Linked DNA regions of Ovis aries: region 2 is linked to region 1. The links are chromatin contacts, called in public Hi-C maps. All regions are on one chromosome and are shown on one strand. The core of a region is the stretch at or near the end of the contact, and the rest is flanking DNA. Distances in the headings are between cores, read along the strand shown. Region 1 overlaps SDHD (succinate dehydrogenase complex subunit D). Region 2 holds the start of IL18 (interleukin 18).

The links. Hi-C and Micro-C count contacts between places; a contact is called where the count stands out from the background.
Region 2: a Hi-C map of tail adipose tissue shows a contact between it and region 1, with 1.9 times the contacts expected there. The contact joins the promoter of IL18 here to the enhancer-like site in region 1. A contact is called at or near these places in 3 of 16 Hi-C or Micro-C datasets (blood, skin fibroblasts and tail adipose tissue).

Annotation. Positions count from the first base shown.
Region 1 is chr15:22,112,456-22,119,976 of ARS-UI_Ramb_v3.0, forward strand. SDHD (succinate dehydrogenase complex subunit D) reads left to right here. Exons shown (of 5, transcript XM_060399701.1): 5 at 1-615. It also overlaps the pseudogene LOC105602162. Among named protein-coding and RNA genes, the nearest start is that of SDHD, 33 kb to the left of the region's middle. Within about 2 kb of position 2,791, at least 11 of the 54 cell types and tissues checked have an H3K27ac peak or open chromatin away from gene starts, as enhancers often do. A contact at or near this core is called in tail adipose tissue, where this site is marked.
Region 2 is chr15:22,182,466-22,189,986 of ARS-UI_Ramb_v3.0, forward strand. It overlaps IL18 (interleukin 18), which reads right to left and starts at 3,242. Exons shown (of 6, transcript NM_001009263.2): 1 at 3,083-3,242. TEX12 (testis expressed 12) reads left to right here and starts at 6,984. Exons shown (of 5, transcript XM_015100841.3): 1 at 6,984-7,010.

The sequences.
Region 1 (7,521 bases), core at 1,541-4,040:
AGAGCCTCCAAATCTAGGCTGAGGGTCAGGGTTCCAATGGACAACGGCAGTAAGTGTACGGCACCAGGGGCAGAGCCCTGATGGTCGACAACCAACACCACAGGCTGGGCCGAAGAGTCAGCTGTAGGCATAAAGACAGGCATAGGAGAAAACTGCATGATGGGGAGTTTAACCAAAGCCACTTTGGGCTTTGGTAAAAGCAACATCTGAGGGTACCTTGGAGCTGCTGGAAGAGTCTGTTGTTTGTCATTAGAGTTGCAAGAGTCTTCAGAGGAAGCCACCAGCTTTATTTCTAAACTTTCTAGTTCTGGAACGTCTGGTTGTGGAATTGGTTGGTTGCTCAGTGATTCAACGGTCTTACCGGACAGCTTCCAGCTGCGCAGGCAGTTTTCCATTTTCCTTTTCTTACTAGGTGGATCCTTGTGTTCTGCAGGGATCTCATGGCCAGTTCGGTAGCTGGCATAGGGGCAGCCACATGTGCACTGGAAGGTCTTGCCACAATCCTCTGCATGTCTTTTCAAGTCCCACTTGGTGCCATATGAATTGCTTCGCTTACTACATGTATGCTTCTTTTCAGCATGCACTTTCATACAGTGCTGTTTTGCAAAAAGAAAATTGAGAAAATGGTCTGTCAGGGCCTCTAGGGCATCCTTCAATTGGACAACAGTAGAATTTCAGTACAGTTTTCAAATCTTTTCTTATTGTTGGATTTACTGTGCCATCATGCAGACTACATCACGAGAAATGCTGGACTGGATGAATCAAGATTCCTCGGAGAAATATCAACAACCCAAGATATGCAGATGATACCATTTTAGTGGCAGAAAGTTAAGAGGAACTTAAGAGTCTCTTGATGAGGGTGAAAGAGGAGAGTGAAAAAGCTGCCTTAAAACTCAACATTCAAAAAATGAAGATCGTGGCATCCAGTCCCATCACTTCATGGCAAATAGATGGGAAACAATGGAAACAGTGTCAGATTTCATTTTCTTGGGCTCCAGAATCACTGCAGATGGTGACAGCAGCCACAAAATTAAAAGACATTTGCTCCTTGGAAGAATAACTAGGACAAACCTAGATAGTATATTGAAAAGCAGAGACATCACTTTGCTGACAAAGGTCCATCTAGTCAAAGCTATTGACTAGTTTTTCCAGCGGTCATGTATGGATGTGAGAGTTGGTCCATAAAGAAGGCTGAGCACTGAAGAATTGATGCTTTTGAACTGAGGTGTTGGAAAAGACTCTTGAGAGTCCCTTGCACACAAGGAGATCAAACCAATCAATCCAAAAGGAAATCAATACTGAATATTCATTGGAAGGGCTGGTGCTGAAGCTGAAGTTCCAGTACTTCAGCCATCTGATGTGAAAAACCAACTAATTGGAAAAGACCTTCATGCTGGGAAAGATTGAGGGCTAGAGGAGAAGGGGCTGACATAGGAAGAGATGGTTGAATGGCATCACTGACTCAATGGACATGAGTTTGAGCAAACTCAGGGAGATTGTGGAGGACAGGGAAGCCTGGAGTGCGGCAGTTCATAGGGTTGCAAAAAGTCAGAGAGACAAAGCGACTGAACAATTGTATACTATCAAACCAGTCCTGAGAAGTATTGATAAATGGTATCTTTTGCTTAACGGATGCTTCACAAGGTTTGGAGAAATATAGCTCCTGATAGGAGTTCCACAAAAAACAACAATATAAAATGTTAAAAAGGGCTTGCGAGAATGGTTCAGGCCAGCAACGTTAAGAGAGCCCTCGTCAGACTGGCTGCTTCCTTTGTGCTTGCTGCTGCTGCTGCTGCTGAGTCGCTTCAGTCGTGTCCGACTCTGTGCGACCCCATAGACGGCAGCCCACCAGGCTCCCCCGGCCCTGGGATTCTCCAGGCAAGAACACTGGAGTGGGTTGCCATTTCCTTCTCCAATGGATGAAAGTGAAACGTGAAAGTGAAGTCGCTCAGTCGTGTCTGACTCTTAGCGACCCCATGGACTGCAGCCCACCAGGCTCCTCCGTCCATGGGATTTTCCAGGCAAGAGTACTGGAGTGGGGTGCCATTGCCTTCTCCGTCCTTTGTGCTTAAGAGATGTAATGTCTGCTTTAGTAATCAGTGAGGGGATGATCCGAAGGTGGGTGATGGCTGTTACATATGAGCTGCCGGCGGTGGCTCTTGACCGGGTGCATGTGGAGCGCGGGGCTGTTGGGCAGGATCTTGCCGCAGCCGCGCACCGTGCACCGGGTGTTGGTCCGCTCTGCCCGGACGGCTCGCCACCGACGGCTGGGCTCCGCGGCCGGCTGCCTCTCAGCCGCCCGGGGGAACCCCACGGGCCGGAAGAGGCGGCGGCGGCGGCGGCTCCCCTCGCGGCCGCCGGGACGGCAGGGACGCCCGAGGCGAGAGCAGTGGGATCCGCCGCCGCCCCAGAGGCCACCATGGCTCTCGCATCGCGGCCGGATCAGGCTCCAAAAGTCTGTTCTTTGTGTCTCCTTTGCTGCTGGATCTTTGAGAGAGAAACTGTGCACAAGAAATAAGAAGACTGCTCCTTCTAATGGAAAGAAAGGGATATTTTTTGCTAAGGGACTTAAGATTAGCTTATCTAAATCTTTCCTGACCTATTTCAATATCTTCCAGATATACAGATTAAAAGAAAAAAAGCAGCCCTGCACTTAAAAAGAAACTAGGATATTATAAATAGAGAAGGAAGCAGCACTGTCCTTTGTCCACCAGCTCTCCTGCTTGTGGTCTACATAAGTCTTCCACTAAGCAGATGGATGTGGCCGATGGCTGATACAGAATGAATGGTGTCTCCTGAACAATGACTCAACCGTGTGGTGGCTCTGCCAAGTTTATGACCAGGGCACCTCCTTCTCATTCCCAAACTATGAACATTACTCATTCTCCCTCAAGGCTGTTACAGCAAAATTAGAGGCTTATTTGTCATTGATTTATTTTTTTTCCTATGACTTAGAAGCTTAAGGAATTCAGTAACTTTTTATTTATCTTCTTTGTCTTGCCTAATACATTTAATAATTCAAACTATTCTTTTGGCCAGATCAGGAGCTAACCGCTACTGATTATCTCTGGCTCAATGTACATTTTAACCCAACTATGCTCAACATCTCACTTTAAACACAGTCAGTCTGACATCTATCTTTTCCTAAGGTAAGTTGATCCTGACAATATTCTCCTAAAATTTGTCACCCATTGACTGACCCACATTTTTGTTTTTCCTTATTCATAGCCTTCAATGTAAAAGAAATGCAAACAGAAAATTCTGAACAATCTCCTTTGAGGACATTGCCCAGTTTCCTATTAGGTACAGAACAAGCTTCCTGACTTGGAAGACCCGTGATGTGGAGGTTTGAAGTTCTAGTTTTAGGGTTTCCCTTCTCTCTCTAAACATCAGTTCATTCTTATTTATTATTGTTGTTCAGTCACTAAGTCATGTCCGACTCTTTGCGACCCTATCAACGGCAGCATGCCAGGCTCTTCCGTCCTTCACTGTCTCTTGGAATTTGCTCAAATTCATGTCTACTGAGTTGGTGATGCCATCCAACTGTCTTGTCTTCTGTCGTCCCCTTCTCCTCCTGCCTTCAATCCTTCTCAGCATCAGGGTCTTTTCCAGTGATTCAGCTCTTTGCATCAGGTGGCCAGAGTTTTGGAGCCTCAGCACCAGTCCTTCCAATGAATAGTCAGGGTTGGATCATTTTTATATGTTTGACATTAAATTGCTTTTAGGGACTTCCCTGGGGGTCCTGTGGTTAAGAATTCACCTTCCAATGCAGAGGGCATGGGTTCGATCCCTGGAGGGGAAACTAAGATCCCACATGCCGCGGAGGAGCTAAAGCCCATGCACCACAGCTTGAGAGCTGGAGTGTTGCAATTAGACAAGCCCTCTCACTGCAACTCCTGAGGCCCTGTACTCTGAAGCCTGCAATCCACAACTAGGGAGCCTGCATACCGCAACAAAGACCCAGCGCAGCCAAGAAAAAAGAGCTTTTAAAACTTGGTGTACTGTACTTCATATCTGTTAAATGTTATCTAAAAACATTAATTGGCATTATTACATTAATTTTGCTTTTATATATGTACGTCTTCACTTGCTGTCCAGTGTTTGCTTTCACACTTCATTGCTCCTACTGTGAAGATGGGCACATTAGTCTATTGTAGCTTAATGACTGTAAGTCCTTATTCATAGTCACCGTTCTGTTTAGATAGTGCCTTACAGTTTGCAGAGAGATTTCACACAAATCATTATTATTCACTTGCTCATATGTAAAAAAAAAAATGTCAGTGTCTACCGTGTACCAGGCACCGTGCTGGGCCCTGCGATTATAAAGACCAAAGAGACACAGCGCCTGATCTCCAGCAGCTCACAGGCTAAACTGGGAGACACATAAGACAATAGACAGGATACTGTGGTCAAAAGTAAACTTCTGATAATGGTTTGGTTTTTAAATAGATCTTTTTAAAACTGAGAAGTGAATATATTGACTAATGGACACTTGGCACTTTTCCTATTTGACAGTTTTATTGTGTGTATGTGTGTGCATGACAACTGAATAAATTGGCATTTTAGCTTATAAATTAGTCTCTTAAGAGCACGGCCAAAACTTAACCCCTATTGGATAACTGGACAACTATAAGGACCTGATCCTTGAATTTAAAGCCTATAATCTGTGACCCTTGGTGATCTATCAAGGCTTACACAAACAGGGGAGCCCAGTCTGGTCAGTCTCCTGTTCCTGCTTTACTTCTCAACATTGACCAATAATGCCAATAAACAAAGGATTCCTGTAAAAGGTAAAACTTTCTTCTTCTTTGCTGGCACTTGTGTTGTAACTCACACATAAGGAGTTGAGCCTTTTCCCGTGCTGCTTTGTAACATTGGCATCATTCAAAGTGGAAATGTATTCTGATGGCGTAAGTGTTATTTCCTGGGTAATAAACATCTTGAATAGAGAAGTGAGTCAGCAGAGCCCATGAAACTGATGAACGAAAATTAGTCACAAGGGCAGTGGAGCTGCTTCATCTGAATATAACTTTCTCTGCAGATCCCCTTGAAACTGGGTGGAAGTCCCCACACCTCTTGCTCAATTCAGCAGCTGCGAGGGACAGCTAATGCAGTAGTACTCTGAAAATACCGCAGTGATAGCTGTAGCTATTTGGATATTCAGTAGTTAATCCATTTTAATTTGCTTTTTCTTTATAAGCTTTTAAAATTATGAATTATTAGGAATATTGTAATATCCAATTATGGGCTTCCCAGGTGGTGCTAGTGGTTAAAAAAAACACAAAACCTTCTTGCCAATGCAGGAAGTGTTTGAAAGAAGCAGGTTTGATCCCTGGGTCAGGAAGAGCCCCTGGAGGAGGGCATGGCTATTCTTGCCTGGAGAATTTCATGAGGAACCTGGCAAGCTACAGTCCCTGGGGCTGCAAAGAGTTGGACACGACTGAGTGACTGAGCAGAGAGCATCCAATTATAAGGAGAGATGATTAAGAAAAGAGCTCAGAGCCATAGCGAAAACTAAATGCTGTTTCATTCTAATTTGGGAGTGCTTTGGAATGAAGCAGTCCTGTGCTCTCAGAAAAAGTATGAAGATCTGATAGGATTCGGCGTGACTGCTTTGAATGTCAGTAGGACTAGTTTGGAATCTGATTACCTATCTCAAGGTCTCAGGAAAGTTAAAAGCTACCTTATTTCTTTTCTTCATTGCAAAGGAAAAGTAAACATTAATTTCAAACCTGAATTTTTGCACTGGGGACACAGAAATGTTATTTCTCAAGTTCTAAAGGCAGAACTTTGAGATTTCCTGCAGCTTCTTGACTCTAATGGAGGCAGTAAATCACTTACAGCAGAAATTACCCAAAGAAACCACTTGACTGGCCTTCCCTGACTATGGAATTGTGACTTCTTTCTCCATTGCTCAAGAAAGAGAGTATAACAATATCTTCCCTTCCCTCTTCCAATTTCCTTAGTGTGCCTGGTTCTGGGGTGGGGGTGGAAAATTTATGCATGGAACTCAGGATAAGCACCAAGAGTCCAAACTTTGCCCCAGCGTTTAAGGTTAGGGAGTACAGTGGGAGAGAAGCGGCATGGCTGACTTTAAGGCTTGGTGGCAGCTAAGGCCCAAATTTCCAGTTCCCTGTTATAAGATAACCATGATGACTGGAAATGGAACTAGTGAGCTGGCCTCAGTGCTGGTGGAGTGAGGAGGTGAAAAGAACAGTCCTGGAAACTGGCCTCATCATTTTTTCTGGGGGCAGGTTTGCCTCCCGGGAAGTAGTTGCTGTGAAACAGCTGTCATCTGGCGAAACTCTGAGTGAAATGACCACGAGGCAGGAGCTTGCCCTCTCTCGAGGAACTCCAGTCTAGACTGCAGTGGCGGATGGAAAGTCCCTCAGGCCTTCCTCGCAGCATCGGTGTGACTAGCTCCCAGAGGAACCCTTCCAGAGTCAGCTGATCTGCTGGTGACAGAGGAACCCTCCAGCTGCTAATGTTGAGAGAGTTTCGGTCTCTCCTTCCCTCTCTTTGTGCATTATCTTTGCACAGGTTCCTGAACACTTATGGGAAGCAGAAGGCATTGGAGAGACTGAACCAGACTTGCATTTGGGAGGGCGAGAATTGGATTTTAAGAGGAGGGCATTGGTCACTCCAACTGTGCAGTTAGATAGGGTTTACACATATAAGGACAAATAAACATTTTAAATGATGCTTCATTCTCCTTGTGAAAAATACAGGCAGATGTCCCTTCCCTCTTTTCTTAGAGCATTTACTTTAGAAAACTGGTAAGTTCTCTCTCTGGCTCTCTGAAATATATGCAAACACTTTAAAAAGTTACATAAGTCTTTTGCCATGTTTATAACCCAGGGGTGTCTTTCTCAAGGGCTTGGGGCCATGCCTTTGAAACGTAAACATCCACGTTTCATTTCCCTATTCCAGTTTCTGTGGACAGAAAGAACCTGACTTCCATGAGCACCTCCCTCCCAGTTGCAAAAATACCTCCTGTCATAAAGATAGAGGTTTATTTTTCTTTATATAAAACCAATTAGCTAATATAGACGGTCACCCCAATTATCAGGCGAATTGGAGATGAACTATGTGTAGCAAAGGGTGCTCTGAGTCCTCTTACTCAAAGACTGGTTATTGCTTATCTTTGAAAAATTAACACTATTGCTTATCCTGAGAACATGTATGTGATGGTGAGATTTCTTTCTGTCTTCGTAATCTTTTAGCAGATTTCCTAGAGTGTGCATCACATTTTTGTTGAATGCTTATTCAATAATGAAAATATTTTCTTTTTCTTCCTTTGTGGAGGGGTTTTCTGGGTTGGGAGAAAATTTTGTTTTAATTATACTTTGCCACCATATACTAATGCCACATCTCGAAGGAAGAGCAGATGTGAAGAAAGAACATTTTACATCTTCTGGACTCTCTTTTCCAGAAGGACTGACTTCTGATTAATTCATCTCAGACTTTACAAGAGAGCTGCTGCCTTATCTTTTTTCCCACTTTGTCTCCTCTTTTCCCACT
Region 2 (7,521 bases), core at 1,992-4,491, 70 kb after region 1:
CACTTTTTTTTTGTTAGATCTTAAAACATCTAGATTACAAGTATTGTGTCCCTCTTCCGCTCCCACTGCCCTCAATTTTCCTCTTTTCCTTTCTCATCCATGTTCCTTTGCTTTCTTTAATCTATAAAAAGTATAGGTTCCATCAGATAAAAATGCTTTGAATATTTCAGGCTAAGATTCTGAGATTATTAACTTTTTCTTTTTAAAGAGTTATAAACTACTTTAGACAGATTCTTCCAGGAATATGCAGGGGTAATTGATTCTTTGCATCAATAAAAAGTTTTAGTTATACAAGCCTTGGAAACTAGGCAGAGGCTAGTGAATGGTAGAAAATCATTCATCTGTCATAAATGGTGATTAAACCACATATGTTCCAAACTTTTCTGGGGTAAGTCATTTAATTCTGAGGGTCTCAGTTTCCTCATTTGGACAAGAGAGTGTTGAATGGTCAATATTTGAGTTTTTTTTTTCCCCCTAGCTCCAGCATTCTATAATTCTAGATTCTAGTTAAGGTTGCAGAGAAAGAGGCATTTATATGCGGCAAACACCCTAGTAACCACTTCCTCATAATTCAAAAACAATACATACCAATGGAATATTTATTATGTAACCAGCTTTATTAAGCCAAGGGAATTTAAAAACATACTATCAGATTAAAAGTCAAAATGTCTTGAAATTGAAAAGCAATAATGATTATGTTTATCTTTGCTGTGGAATTCCAATTCTGTGGAATAGGTACGGGATGAAATGAGGAAGCATGTTACCTAACTAATTCCCTAAAATCAGGTAGGTAATCATCTCGACAGCAACAAGGTCAAAATAGAACTCTTCAGTTTATAAGTCATTTTGTCCTTCAAGATTTTGCCATCTTAATGAAGGTAAGTATGTAGGCATGGTAGAGGTGGGGAGTGGAAGAAGACTCAGGTAAAAATTTAGGTAAATATTAAATGATAAAAGGTGTACAGTGTATAATCAACTGTTAAATACAGACTCAAAGCAAGAAGCCAAAATAGAACGGCCGGATTGACCTTGTGTGAAAAGGAGAATTGAATTTAATCCTGATTGCTTGATTGAAGAGATGGAGTACAAGGAAGAGCATTTAGGTGATAATTAACACCATACTGTGGTGAGAGGTAGACTGAATGGAGCTATTTTTTTGACTGCAGTGGAACAATTTTGCTGTCCTGCAGTGAACACAAGGTAGGGTGGGTTAGACTGTAGAGGGCTTGGAAAAATCACAAAGAGCATATTTAATCTCACAGGCAATAGGAAAGCAGATTACTGAGCTGGCAATGACACGATGAAAAAGATTAGAGACAGGCTATGAAACTCTGATAAGAATTCATGAATGAATTAATATAAGAATTCATTATATTTACATAGGGATATTATGGACAAGCCAGATTTAAAAAGATATTTTGAAGGAAGATCTCAAATGCTATTAAATCTTCCTTCAAAATATCTTTTAAAATCTGGCTTGTCCATAATATTGAGTTGGACTATGAAGAAAGCTGAGTGCCGAAGAATTGATGCTTTTGAACTGTGGTGTTGCAGAAGACTCTTGAGAGTCCCTTGGACTGCAAGGAGATCCAACCAGTCCATTCTGAAGGAGATCAGTCATGGGTGCTCTTTGGAAGAACTGATGCTCAAGCTGAAACTCCAATACTTTGGCTACCTCATGTGAAGAATTGACTCATTGGAAAAGACTCTGATGCTGGGAGGGATTGGGGGCAGGAGGAGAAGGGGACGACAGAGGATGAGATGGCTGGATGGCATCACTGACTCGATGTATGTGTTTGAGTGAACTCCGGGAGTTGGTGATGAACAGGGAGGACTGGTGTGCTGCAAGTCATGGGGTCTCAGAGTCGGATACAACTGAGCAACTGAACTGAACTGAACTGACTGAGATAGTTACAGGTAGGCATGAGCTTCCTGGTAGCTCAGATAGTAGAGAATCTGCCTGCAATTTAGGAGACCAATGTTCGATCCTGGGGTTGAGAAGATATCCTGGAGAAGAGAATGGCAACCCACTCCAGTATTCTTGCCTGGAGAATTCCAAGGAGAGAGGAGTTTGGTGGGTGAGCTACAGTCTATGGGGTCACAAAGGGTCGGACACAACTGAGCAACTAACACACATATACAGACGGCATAAAGAAGAATTTAAGAATTTAAGAATCTTCATTTAAGAAATGAAGATATTACTCAGCCCTTTCCTTGCTGTGAAATAAAATTCTCCCGGGGAATGCTATAATATTGTCCAATGTAGCACAGCATAAGGGTGCTGATGCAGATTCCATCAAGATTTCATATGAATAATTTTTTGTTTTTAAAATAGTTGATTCAGAGTTGAGGCTCCTTTTAAAGAGAAGCTTGTTTAACATTCTAAAGCAACGATTCTTGAGGGTTCATGAGGTCAAAGAAATTTTCAAAATAATTCTAAGATGTAATTTGTAATTTTCACTTTCATAAGTGTACACAACAGAGTTTACCAGGGGCTACATTTTGTGTGATATTGCATAGACTGAATGCAGAAGCAGATGAGAATACACCTGTTTTTTTTTTATTAGGCCAGATGTTAAAGAGTTTTGTAAAAATGAAAACAATTTCACTCTTCACAGGAGATTTTTTTTTGGTAATATATAGTTATCCATAATTTAAAATGTTATTTAGTTATTTATGCTAACATGTCATGTGCCTTTTGTTATCTTCAAATAAACAGGTCATTATTTTTTACATTTCTCAGCTTTAATTTCTAGTATAGCAAATGACAGTAATACAAGAAATAGCCCAGAGAAACAAAAATTCTTCAGGATCCTCAATAATTTTTAGGAGTATAAAGAGGTCATGGGGTCAGTATGTTTGAGAACATTTCCTCTAAAGTGATACTCTCCAAGAGTGGCTAAAAGAGAGAAAAAGATTTTCCTCTGACTAGGCTATCTATGTTCCTTATGTTGTTACCAACTAGTCTCCCATCATAGTGATGTGAGAGAAGTTGAATTCCTCTCAATCGCTTTTCTATCTTATCACTTACTTCTCATCTCCATGCTTGAGTTTCTAAATAGCAAGTAATGATATTTCTTACCTGTGCTCAATAGCTTCCTAGGAGAGGAAACGTGATCTGAACGGTTTGAGGTCCTTTTCTTTTCCTTATAGAAGACGGCAGCCCCTTCAGCAGCAGAAGCAGACCGCCAGGAGAGCTGAAAGCACTGGAAAGCAGAACTCTCTGCCGGTCCGGATCCGACAGCTGTCTGGGAAGGAGGGGGCGTAACCCGAGGGAGAAAGGAGGAAGAAGATGGAGGGAGGAGACTATTCTGGCACGCCTAGGACCCGCCTTCAAACGGGGCCTGTTTCCTAAGGCAGTGAAACCTGAAACAGTGTCAGAGAATAAGGATATTTCTTTTAGTATAAAATCATGTTAATGAAATCATTTCTTCTGTTGCAGTTCTGGCCCTTCAAAGTTTGTACCTCTTTCCAAGGTACACCCAAACACTTAAGAAAAAAAAAAAAAGCACCTGCTTGGTCAATCAGAAGCATTTTTCTCACATTAATTTTTCTCTCCTGAGACTTTCTCTTCAGGCTTTAGTGCATTTTCTCATCTAACTGAGCTGAATACCATGGGATGGCAGAAGCGGAAAACGATTTAACAACTGAACATCAGTGATGAATAATCTGCCCTAGGAGGGTAAGTCCTGTAATGTAACCACCCCACTTAAAATGAAACTGGTAAACAGCAGAGTGTTACTATCACAGCCTTGGAAATAACTAAGGGAAATAAGTTTCTTAGCTATTTTCTCTTGAACATGTGCTAAATTGCATTACCTTGCTAGCAAGGGAATTAGCACAGTGATTTTTTTTTTTCCCGCTTTTTTTGCCAGTTCAGAGACTGTACGGAAACAGGGGTTCTAGAATTAGGAAACAAAACATTTATAAAAACAGCTAGTTGAGCTGTTTTCATTGTTGTTGCTTGTGTGTTTTTTTAGCTGTCAACAAGATAGGGTTTTCATTTCATAACGTCAAAGAAACGTTATGAAACAGTAGTTATTACAAAGGAAGTCTAAGATAGGATGGTTGAGGGTGCTTGGTACAGTGATTATCAGAAGGGAAAAAAAAGGCACACTTAAGAAACCAATGCAATATTGTAAAGCAATTATTCTCCAATTAAAAATAAATAATAAAAAGAGAAGTGTATGATGGGATTTTGCTGGTGGTTCACTGGTTAGGAATCTGCCTGCCAATGCAGGGAACAAGGGTTTAATCCCTGGTCTGGGAAGATTCCACAGGCCCTGAGGTAACTAAGCCTGTGCATACAGCTACTGAGTGCAGGCACCCTAGAGCCAGTGCTTGGCAATGAGAAAAGCCACTGCAACAAGAAGCCCATGCACTGCAACCACAGAGTAACCCCCAGTTGCTACAACTAGAGAAAGCCTGCACGCAGCAATGAAGACTCAGCACAGCCATAAATAAGTAAAGAATTTTTGAAAACTTTAAATGTGTCACTAAAACTGATGACAGGTTTCATCCTCTGTGTTGTTCAGTTGGGTCAATTAGCACAAAAGCATTAAGTAGAGTCAAACTGTGATTTAAATAAGCAGAGCACCAAGCAAGTTAATTTTAAATGGCCCATTGCCAATTATTTCTCTCCAGTTGTAAAAGTGCATAATGCATAATTTACCCATTTCTTACTTTAGGGACAAACATTTTTTTCTTTGACATAGAGCAACCCAAATGTGTCTATGTCCTACCTACTTCATAGGGTTGTTTGTGAAAATTAAATGAGATGATAGCTCTTTGAATATTTTAAAGTGCTGGACAATTATAACCCTCTGCACCCTCCCATTTACTCTCACTCATGTATTTTATATAATGGAAAAAAGATTTTAAAAAGAAAATGTCCATGGTATCCTTTTAATCCGATGTAAGCATTTATGTATTAGGTGGAATCATTTTTCTTAGCCCAATGTGCTGCAGTCCATGGGGGTCACAGAGAGTCAGTCACAACTGAGCTACTGAACAACAACACAAATTTTTCCTGGAAATATTTTAATAAGTACATAACTACCTGTTTGGCTATCATGCAATGTGAAGGCTGGGAGAGGAATTAGATCAGTATCTCTCAGACTTTTGGATTTAATGGACCATTAAGAATAACAACAACAGTAATGATAATAATGAAAAGATAAACATTGATTGGATAACTTTATATTTTACCAATTAAGGGTATTAAAAATTTTTTTTTTAATTTTATGTTTTTATTTCTTGAGAGGACACTTGAACACCAAAAAATTTAGGACATAGCATCAGAATGACAATGTTTTCCTTCATTTTTATCACAAATACAGAATGTTTCAATATACATTGCTACCAGGCCTAAGATGGTGATTAGAATCTTTAAAAAGACTATCAATTGTGTTCAGTTGCACCTACTCTTTTTTCAATTCCACCGACTGTAGCCCTCCAGTCTCCTCTATCCATGGGATTTTTCAGGCAAGAGTACTCCAGTGGGTTGCCATTCAGCTGCACATAATCATGTGGTCCAGTTTTATTGAATGACTTACATTTCACAATAATAGCAGCTCAAGGTAAACTGAGTCCCTTTTGCCTAGGAGTTGAAACAATTGGCTTTTTCACAAACAATAAATATATACACATAATACTTACAATTCTTTATAAAATAATTTTTTGGAAGCTGCCAATGAAGTCGACTAACATTTAAATAAGCCAAAGGGGGGGGCACTAATAATATGCATACATCAAGTATAATTTGCTGAGGTGCAAGACTGTTGACCTGGAATTTACAGGAAGTGTTATTGACCTTTGTTTTATGAGGTGATAGATAGCATATTGAAAAGCAGAGACATTACTTTGCCAACAAAAGTCTGTCTAGTCAAGGCTTTGGTTTTTCCAGTGGTCATGTATGAAAGTGAGAGTTGGACTGTGAAGAAGGCAGAGCGCGGAAGAATTGATGCTTTTGAACCATGGTATTGGAGAAGACTCTTGAGAGTTCCTTGGACTGCAAGGAGACCCAACCAATCCATTCTGAAGGAGAGCAACCCTGGGATTTCTTTGGAAGGAATGATGCTAAAGCTGAAACTCCAATACTTTGGCCACCTCATGCGAAGAGCTGACTCATTGGAAAAGATTCTGATGCTGGGAGGGATTGGGGGCAGGAGGAGAAGGGGACGACAGAGGATGAGATGGCTGGATGGCATCACCGACTCCATGGACGAGAGTTTGAGTGAACTGCGGGAGTTGGTGATGGACAGGGAGGCCTGGCGTGCTGCGACTCGTGGAGTCGCAAAGAGTCGGACACGACTGGGCAACTGAACTGAACTGAACTGAACTGATGGTTTTTATTTTCCTTCACAACTGAACATTAAATGTAGAATGTCTATCTTTTAAGTTGCAGGTCAAAGTCACCACATTAAAGCGCCCAATGAGAGTAAATTTCAAATACGTGAGCCACGTGTTACAAAATATTTTTTTGGAAGCTGCCAATCAAGTCGACTAAACTGAACATCAAGAATGGAATTTCTTAAAAAAACTATCATTCCCAAAGTTTGCTTGCACCAAAGAAAAGGAGGTGAAGAAACGGATGTTCTGGATACGGAAATCTCGGTTTGCTAAGGCACCGAAACTCAGGTTTACACCGTTCCGGCAAACAGACCATCTGCAACAGGATGTTACTTTTACTTGGAAAGTGGTGGTGGTGCGCTACTGCTTTGTGTTTCCTGTCTGAGGTTTCCAGAGGCTGGGACACACTGCCTTCCTCTGACAGTTCTTCTTAGTCTTTCTTTTTAAGGAAACATCCTCAGATTTCCCCCTTCTTCTCTAGACAAGCACTGGGGAAGCGAGAGTAGTTCTGTCTCACGAAGACTCCAAGCTGAAAGGCCGGCGGGGAGAAACCCCCTCTCAGTGGAGGCGGCGTGGGCGTGTCACGTGATCTGCGCGCTGCCTGCTGGGAAGGCCAACGCGGCAGCCTCCTCATTCCCGCGCTTCGGCCTAGGAGGAAGGTATGGGTCCTGGACTGATGTTGGAGTAGGGCAGCGGAGGATGAACGCCCAGAGGGTGTTCGTGTGGAGTGAAGCAGTGAGAGGGGGATGTTTCCTCGCAGGGTCTCTAGTGGGGCTGAAACGCTAGTGGGGAGGAAAGGAGAGGTGGGGTGGGTGGTGAGAAGCAAGGTAGGTGTGGTGGCGTGAGGGCCCCGGTGGGAAGAAAGAGAGGGTGAGGAGAAAACGATTGCTTAAGGCCGAGAAGTAGTACGTGGTAATGACGATGGCACCGACGCGCCAGGTTGCACAGCCAGGGTCCGGGACTGTGAACGGTTATATATTGAAGGTGGAGGCCCAGTCTCTTGACCAGGTTCAGCTGAGGCCTTTAAAGTGAAAGTGGTGAAAGTGTCAGTCGCTCAGTCACGTTGGACTCTTTGCGACCTCATGGACTTTGGCCCCCCCAGACTCCTCTCTCCATGGGATTCTCCAGGCAAGAATACTGGAGTGGGTTGCCATTTCGTCCTCCAGCTTA